Linked DNA regions of Danio rerio: region 2 is linked to region 1. The links are chromatin contacts, called in public HiCAR-type maps. All regions are on one chromosome and are shown on one strand. The core of a region is the stretch at or near the end of the contact, and the rest is flanking DNA. Distances in the headings are between cores, read along the strand shown.

Region 1 (3,444 bases), core at 401-2,900:
ATTATAATGCATAAAAAGTACAAATGTGTACCTCACAGTAACTTAAAGGTGCAAAAGTGTATCCTGAAGGTAAAAAGTGTACCCTAAAGGTAAAAAAGTGCACCCTAAAGGTAAAAAGTGTACCCTAAAGGTACTAATGTCTACCTGTACAGTATAAAAGATTTTGTGCCTTTATTTATGAGAGTACACAATCCTGACATTATTATTATTATTATTATTATTATTATTATTATTATTATTATTATTATTATTATTATTATTATTATTATTATTATAACCTTTATTTTACCAGGGAAAGCACAATGGTTTTAAATATCTTCTTTAGAAGAGCGTCCTGGCCAAGATTAGGCTGTAATCTAAATAAAACAGTTCACATGGGTTTAAACAAACAAACAAAAACAAATAACAGGTAATATCATTGATCCATTATAACATGCATACAATCACAGTTAAAAACTATTCATAACATCTACAGGTCGAACTTTCAAACTCCAAATCATTTCAAATCTTTGTAAAAGCATGTGTGAAAAAGCAATAGTGAAACCAACTCTTTACAATGGCAACCTTGTTCATAGGTTATTCCATGCAAAAGTTGTTGCATATTTAAAAGCCTTTTTCGCCATTTCAGTACACACCACTGGAACAGACAATAAAAAAACTTCCTGAGACTGGAGAGTATAGCTGGATACAGGTTGCAAGTTTACAAGTTTTACAAATGTACACTGTAAAATATATGACCTTAATTTACAGTAAATAACTGGGTATTAATTGCATTACTTTCACAGTAAGGTACTGTATGTACATTCACAGTAAAGTACTGTGAGGTACTTCATAATAACAGTAATTCTGTACATATTACTAAATATCAAAAATGTGCCTCTACTAGCGTAAGTGTTAATGTGTATTAATTTCAATGCTGGATAAAAAATTAATAGTGTTTGAATTCCTAACTTGCAAAAGATATAGCAATTTTTACAGTAATTTACTGTAATCATGATGCCTGCCTTAATTTCACAATAAAATTCTGAATGCGTAAAAGTTAACAGTTAAATCTTGTAAAGTGACACTAGTGTAATTTACTGTGGAAAATTACAGTAACATGTCGTGAAATTCTGGGAATTTATTACAGTGTACGTTCGGAGATATGAGGGGAGTAACCCCAGAATAGATTTATAAACCATGATATGCCAATGCTTTAGCCTACGAGTGGACAAAGGAGATCATCCTATCCGAGTGCACAACACACAATGATAAGTAAGGGATTTAAGATTTGTTGTAAACCTCAATGCACCATGGTAAACAGTGTCTGAAGCATGCAAACTCTGAGAAGAAGCATGCACATATCTTTACATAGTTCATATCTCACAACTAGATGACTTTTCACACAGCATCAGTAATATTATTAATAGTTTAATAACCTTTTGATAGAAACAAGTGTCCATAGCATTCGTGGTATATGTTGCACAGTAGCGTTTCTTCAAACCACAAACAATGCTTACATAACACACATTGCTCGTTGAACTAAACAGTTTTTTCCCTAATTAGAGAAGACTGTGTTGGCCAGTAATATGTGTTTGTAGTTAGTAGTTTGTAGTTAGTGCCTGTGACTGTCGGTAAGCAGGAAAATAACCACTCACACTGTCTTCCAGTAAATGTAGGTCAATGTAGGTGAGACGGATGTAAACACACAGCAAGCACATGAAAACATATCCTTTATGATATTTGCATGTTTTTCGCAGTGTTTTGACTGGTCTTGTTCTGTTCTTATGTTAGAGGTATGTCTTTTCACACATGCTTGTTATATGTGTGTATTAGTGTGTGTGAGTAGTTGAGACTTTACGTTTCTGGATGATAAAAGAGCTAATGAAGGATGTGGGAGGCCAGAGCCACATAAAAGAGGCCTGAATATTTCCAGCAGATGCAAACGACACAAACTTTAATCTAAGGAGCTGCGTTCATTTCTTTCCAGGGCGCCGTTGGGAAAGTAAACGGGTGGGAGAAGCTTGTTTGTGTAGTTTTTATTCACATCTGGTTGTAAGTGTGTGTTATGATGTGTTGTGTGTAAACTTTGGAAGTCGCCTACGCAGTTAAACACACTCGCGTGCCCACAGGAACACTCCGTGTGTGGGTCTGGATTTGTCTAAATTGAAGGGACACAAAAGAATATAGTAAAACCTGGGATCAGCTGGGCTGTGGAGACCACACAAGGAAAGTGGCTCAATAAAGTTTTCCATGAAAGTTTAGAGGTATTAAGGGGGGAAATGATATGATGATAAAAACACACACAAAGCACTGTATAAAAATGTGTGTTTGTGTATTTACTTGTCATAGTTTATGTCGCTGAGTTAAATGTTAGTTGTGTATATGTATCTATGTACAGTAAATGTACATATAAATATTACAATTTCTTTTTTTTTATGCTGTCATTTTTTATCTTAATTGTAAGTTAATGTATATAATAATTAATCTATATTTTTAATTGATACATTTTTTTTTTACTTTTTATTAAAAATTAATAAAATAAAAAATGTATAAAATCAATACTTTTACAGTGTTATTTTTGCATCAAATAACTATTTTAGGGTTTATTGATAACAAACTTTATCCAATTTATTATTGTAATGTGAAGTGATGCTAGACAAGGGAGTTGAGGATCCAAATGCAGGGTTTATTAAAGAGAGATGATTAGGCAAGCATTGGTCAACACAGGGGCAAACAGATGTATACAGGCAAATCCAGATTCGTAGTCAAAATAACAGGCGAGTAGTCAGAAGGCAGGCAGCAGACAAGAATAAAAAAACAAAGCAAACACGGAAGGCAAGGCAAGGAAAATGCATCATAATGTTCACAGTTCAGTAAAATAAAACTTAGCAATGAAAGTCTCAGAGTCGTATATATGTGTGGTGTAATCAGTCCATGAGCAGCATCAGCTAGAGCTGAAGATCTTTGCCTGAACTCGATGGGACTTGACGGGTTCAGGTGGATTTGGGCTTTATTTCTAATGCATTTCGATTAGCACGAGAAAGTAGTCAAATCGTTTGTTACAACATTAAAATCCATCCCAATAAATGATGACGGAGAAGTCAAAAAGAGCGAATTTTGGCTGCAGTCAGGCCAGCCTTCTGTTCTGAAAGAACGGTCATTCTAGCCACCAAGGTATTTCAGCAGTCGCGCATACACTGCGTATTACAGTAGAGCGCTAAACAGCAATGTACAGCAAGTAAAGCTGAAAGAGAAGATGATGGAGTCACTCGCTACATTGAAACCATTCTCTGGATGTTCTTGGCCGGTGGAAGATGAACAAACAATCCTACCCAAAGCATTCTTAATTAGCCAGAACAGTATGCATCCCGGCCAGTAGCAGCGGCAGTGAAAGAGTGCTCAGTGAGCGCAGAACTGCACTAAAAACATTCACAGTGGATTCAATAACGTTCCTCCACAAAA
Region 2 (3,444 bases), core at 25-2,524, 140 kb before region 1:
AGCAGGTAAAACAGAAGCTAAAATATAAATTAAAATCTAATGTAAAATCTATAAAACATGGTAAAAATCATGGCTTTTTAAAACACTGCGGTTGGTTTTAGGGAAGGGGGTGGGTTGGTCAATAAGTGCATTCTAAAACACTTTTGGTTGGGTTAGGGAAGGGGGAGGTGGGGGTATCAGTCGGTTGGTCAGTCAGTCAGTCAGTTGACAGCGGCCTCTAGTGGATTTACATGAGAACAGCAGGTGCGAATGACACTCGCAAGAAAAATTTGAGATCAGAAAAAGCACACATAGCGGCCTCTTGTGGATTTACATGAGAACGGCAGGCACAAATGGCACTTGCGAGAGAAATTTAACATCTGAAAAAGCGTACACAGTGGCCTCTGGTGGATTTACGCAAGAACAGCAGGCGCGAATGGCACTAGTAAGAGAAATTTAAAATCTGAAAAAGCGTACACGGCGGCCTCTGGTGGATTAGCGAAAACAAAAACTGCAAAAAAAAAAAAAAAAAAAAGAGTAGCTTCTGGGACTTATTTTTTTTTACTCTCTCCAGAAATGTATAAGCCTGGGTTGGTGTATATATATAAATATATATATATATAAATAAAGGCTGAGCTGACAGACGTAACCCCAGAATTATGAGATCTAAAGTCAGAATTCTGAGTCTATCTTGTTTATTCTCTCTTGAAATTACTTAGTTTACATGAAAAGTGCAGTGTTTATTGGCTTTCTTTCAATTCGAAGTTGTTGTTTTTTTTTCAAATGCCAAGAAAAATTACAACTGCATGTTGAAAAATGTCAAATTTTGGACGTTTCTCAAAACTACAATTTTATTTCATAGAATTAGAAGTTTAAAGGCTCTCACAAAGACTTTATTTTGCAAAATCTGTATTTATTTCTTGGAATTGTAACTTTTTTTCCCTGATGACTATAAGCTATAAACTCACAAATGTGAGATTAATAGTCAGAATTGCAAAATAAAAATGTGCAATTCTGGCAGAAAGTGTTTGGTTGCTGGCAGAAACAAACATCTACAGGACTAATGCTTCAAGACAGAAGCAAACAAAAATTTTGGCAGACTGTCACTCATGCTATAATCCTTTCAATGAAATGTAACCTCCTGCTGGTCCACAGGGCGAGTCTGTCTGCGGTCGACCTGCCCAGACTTGTTCATATAACACCCTCCCCCATTAAACCTAGTTTAACCCTCTATTAGGTCATGTCCCATGTAAACCCACTGCTGCTCCCTAAGAACGCTGGATGACTGAGATGATCAGCTGTCTTATAGCCTGCCATCATCTGGACATCCTTTGTCCTGCAAATGTGCAGGATTTGTGGAGCTGTGCATCGATGGATTTGCTCTTCAGTGCTTGGACTTTCAGCAATTAACTAAATTAAACCTAACTTTAACTCAGAACAGTTTCAATTGACTAGAACTTCTATGTTAAGCTACACATCTACATTGTAAAAGAGCTATAGAAATTAAGATGAATTGAATTGAATTGAATTGAATGCTGGAACAGATACAGTGACTAAATATAAAATTCCCACTTCTCTTTTATCGGTTTCAAATTTTACCCTGAGGCTTTTCTAACTTTTGGTTCATAGTGTGGTCACAAATACGATTCTGAGAAAGAGTATCTCTGAGATTTCCATCTAAAACCAAAACACAGACTTATAAAGTGAACGTGACCATTTGGATTCATCTGTATTTTGTTTTTCCTGCAAAATAATACCTGGAAGTCATTTATCTGTGGAAGACAGCAACTAGCTGTATTCACGCAAGCTGTGAAATGTACGAGACTAAACAGCCGTTTCTCCCGTCTCCGGCCTTTAAACTTAATGTCAGTAATTTGTCATCCGCCACAACGTCCTTCCTGCGAGAAACTAGGTGTAGTTGGTGAACAAAAGAGCAGGTGACCGTGTCATTAGAAGATTGTTTGAATGTATTTAGTCAGTGTTTACTCTTAACAAATGTACAAAGCGGGTCATTGTTTAATGACTTGTCCTTGAACATTCAACACTCCTGGCCCTGTTTCAGAAATTTGTATTGTCAATCATGTGTAATTTAGTAGCCTAGTGTCATCTTGCCTTGCCTTGTTTCTAAATGTTTTCAATTACAGCTGACATTAATAGTACTTTTGAAAATGTTTGAAATAATGTACATTAACAAGTCTTTCCAGTCAGATTAGCAGCGTAATAAAGTATTACATTACATGCAGAGGCTCCCCTCATGGAGGCGGCTATTTTAAGAGGTCACTTGACCTGCTGATATTATATTGTTAACCTTTTAAAGTAAAATTTTGCTTGTAGAATGTATGATTAGTGGCTGAAAGTATTAATTTATTGTCAAAATTATTGGTTAATCAACATCCAATAGCTCCAGATTGAAATTTCTTGTTATCGAACTGTAACAAGAGGTAATTCAATCATAACTTAAAAGTTAAACAGCTCTCATAACATTATTTATCAATGTGTGGCTCTTTTTAGATTCTCGGAAGCTATAGACATTAAAATTGTACAATAAATACATTAGAACCATTGTTTTCGTTTACATCCCTCAAAATGGTCTATATTGCATTACTTACTCTACAAAGTTTATATTTAGCCACACCGAGATGGTGTTTCGAAATTTTTAAGAGGTGGGTCATTAGCTGTCCTGTGCTGCTCCTATATTGCATTATGGAACCTTCGTTTCTGCTCTGAAAACATTTGATGTTGAAATGTTTCAATTTATTTGTCTCCTAACCAATTTATTTTGTTATTTTACACATTCATGTGCTAAAAAGGTCAAGAAAATAGGTCATGACCTGCCAGTACTACATCTGTTACAGTGCAGATTTTTTCTTATACCATATATTGCTTCAAGCTTATGCGAAAAATACATTGTTTGTGTCTGCAAACATGAATATAAACGCCATCCTAAACACAGAGGCTACGATATTTCCAAAGCTGTAGTGATTTTTTACAAATGCTTGTAATTAAAAACTATTTTTATGGCTTGCGTCTTTGTAATAAGGAGTGAGTAAAGAGATTTGAGAATTTCATTCCATTAAAAGCACTTGCGACAATTGATAGGCTTGCGATGTGTATTGGACCGGCGACAGACCAAGTACTGTGCACAAAGCTAATATTTAGAGAAGTAAATCGATTAAAACTCATGCATAAATGCTTGTTTACTTGGATCTTCTATTGTCAGCATTTTAGACTGAGTTGTCATTGGGCGCTTGTGTGTTTACTTCTCTATTTTTCATTGACATTCTCAAAAAAAAAAAAAAAGAAAAAAAAAATTCCTTAGCGGGGAAAGGCTGTGTGCAAAATAGTTCCTCTTAAATTCCCAGCATAACGCAGCAGGAAATCCCCTTTCAGACTTTCAATCTAGCACATTTGCTGGGTGTCTTGCATTGTTGCAGTCTGCAGCGCATGATGGGATGGGATAAATAT

What was found. HiCAR-type assays count read pairs that join an accessible place to other places.
Region 2: a HiCAR-type map of caudal fin shows a contact between it and region 1, with 5 times the contacts expected there. The contact joins two enhancer-like sites. A contact is called at or near these places in 1 of 18 Hi-C or Micro-C datasets (caudal fin) and 1 of 4 datasets of contacts at active chromatin or transcription factors (caudal fin).

Annotation. Positions count from the first base shown.
Region 1 is chr4:17,058,882-17,062,325 of GRCz12tu, reverse strand. No RefSeq gene overlaps it. Among named protein-coding and RNA genes, the nearest start is that of wu:fc23c09, 22 kb to the right of the region's middle. Within about 2 kb of position 1,650, at least 3 of the 62 cell types and tissues checked have an H3K27ac peak or open chromatin away from gene starts, as enhancers often do. A contact at or near this core is called in caudal fin, where this site is marked.
Region 2 is chr4:17,196,536-17,199,979 of GRCz12tu, reverse strand. No RefSeq gene overlaps it. Among named protein-coding and RNA genes, the nearest start is that of caprin2, 19 kb to the left of the region's middle. Within about 2 kb of position 1,274, at least 23 of the 62 cell types and tissues checked have an H3K27ac peak or open chromatin away from gene starts, as enhancers often do. A contact at or near this core is called in caudal fin, where this site is marked.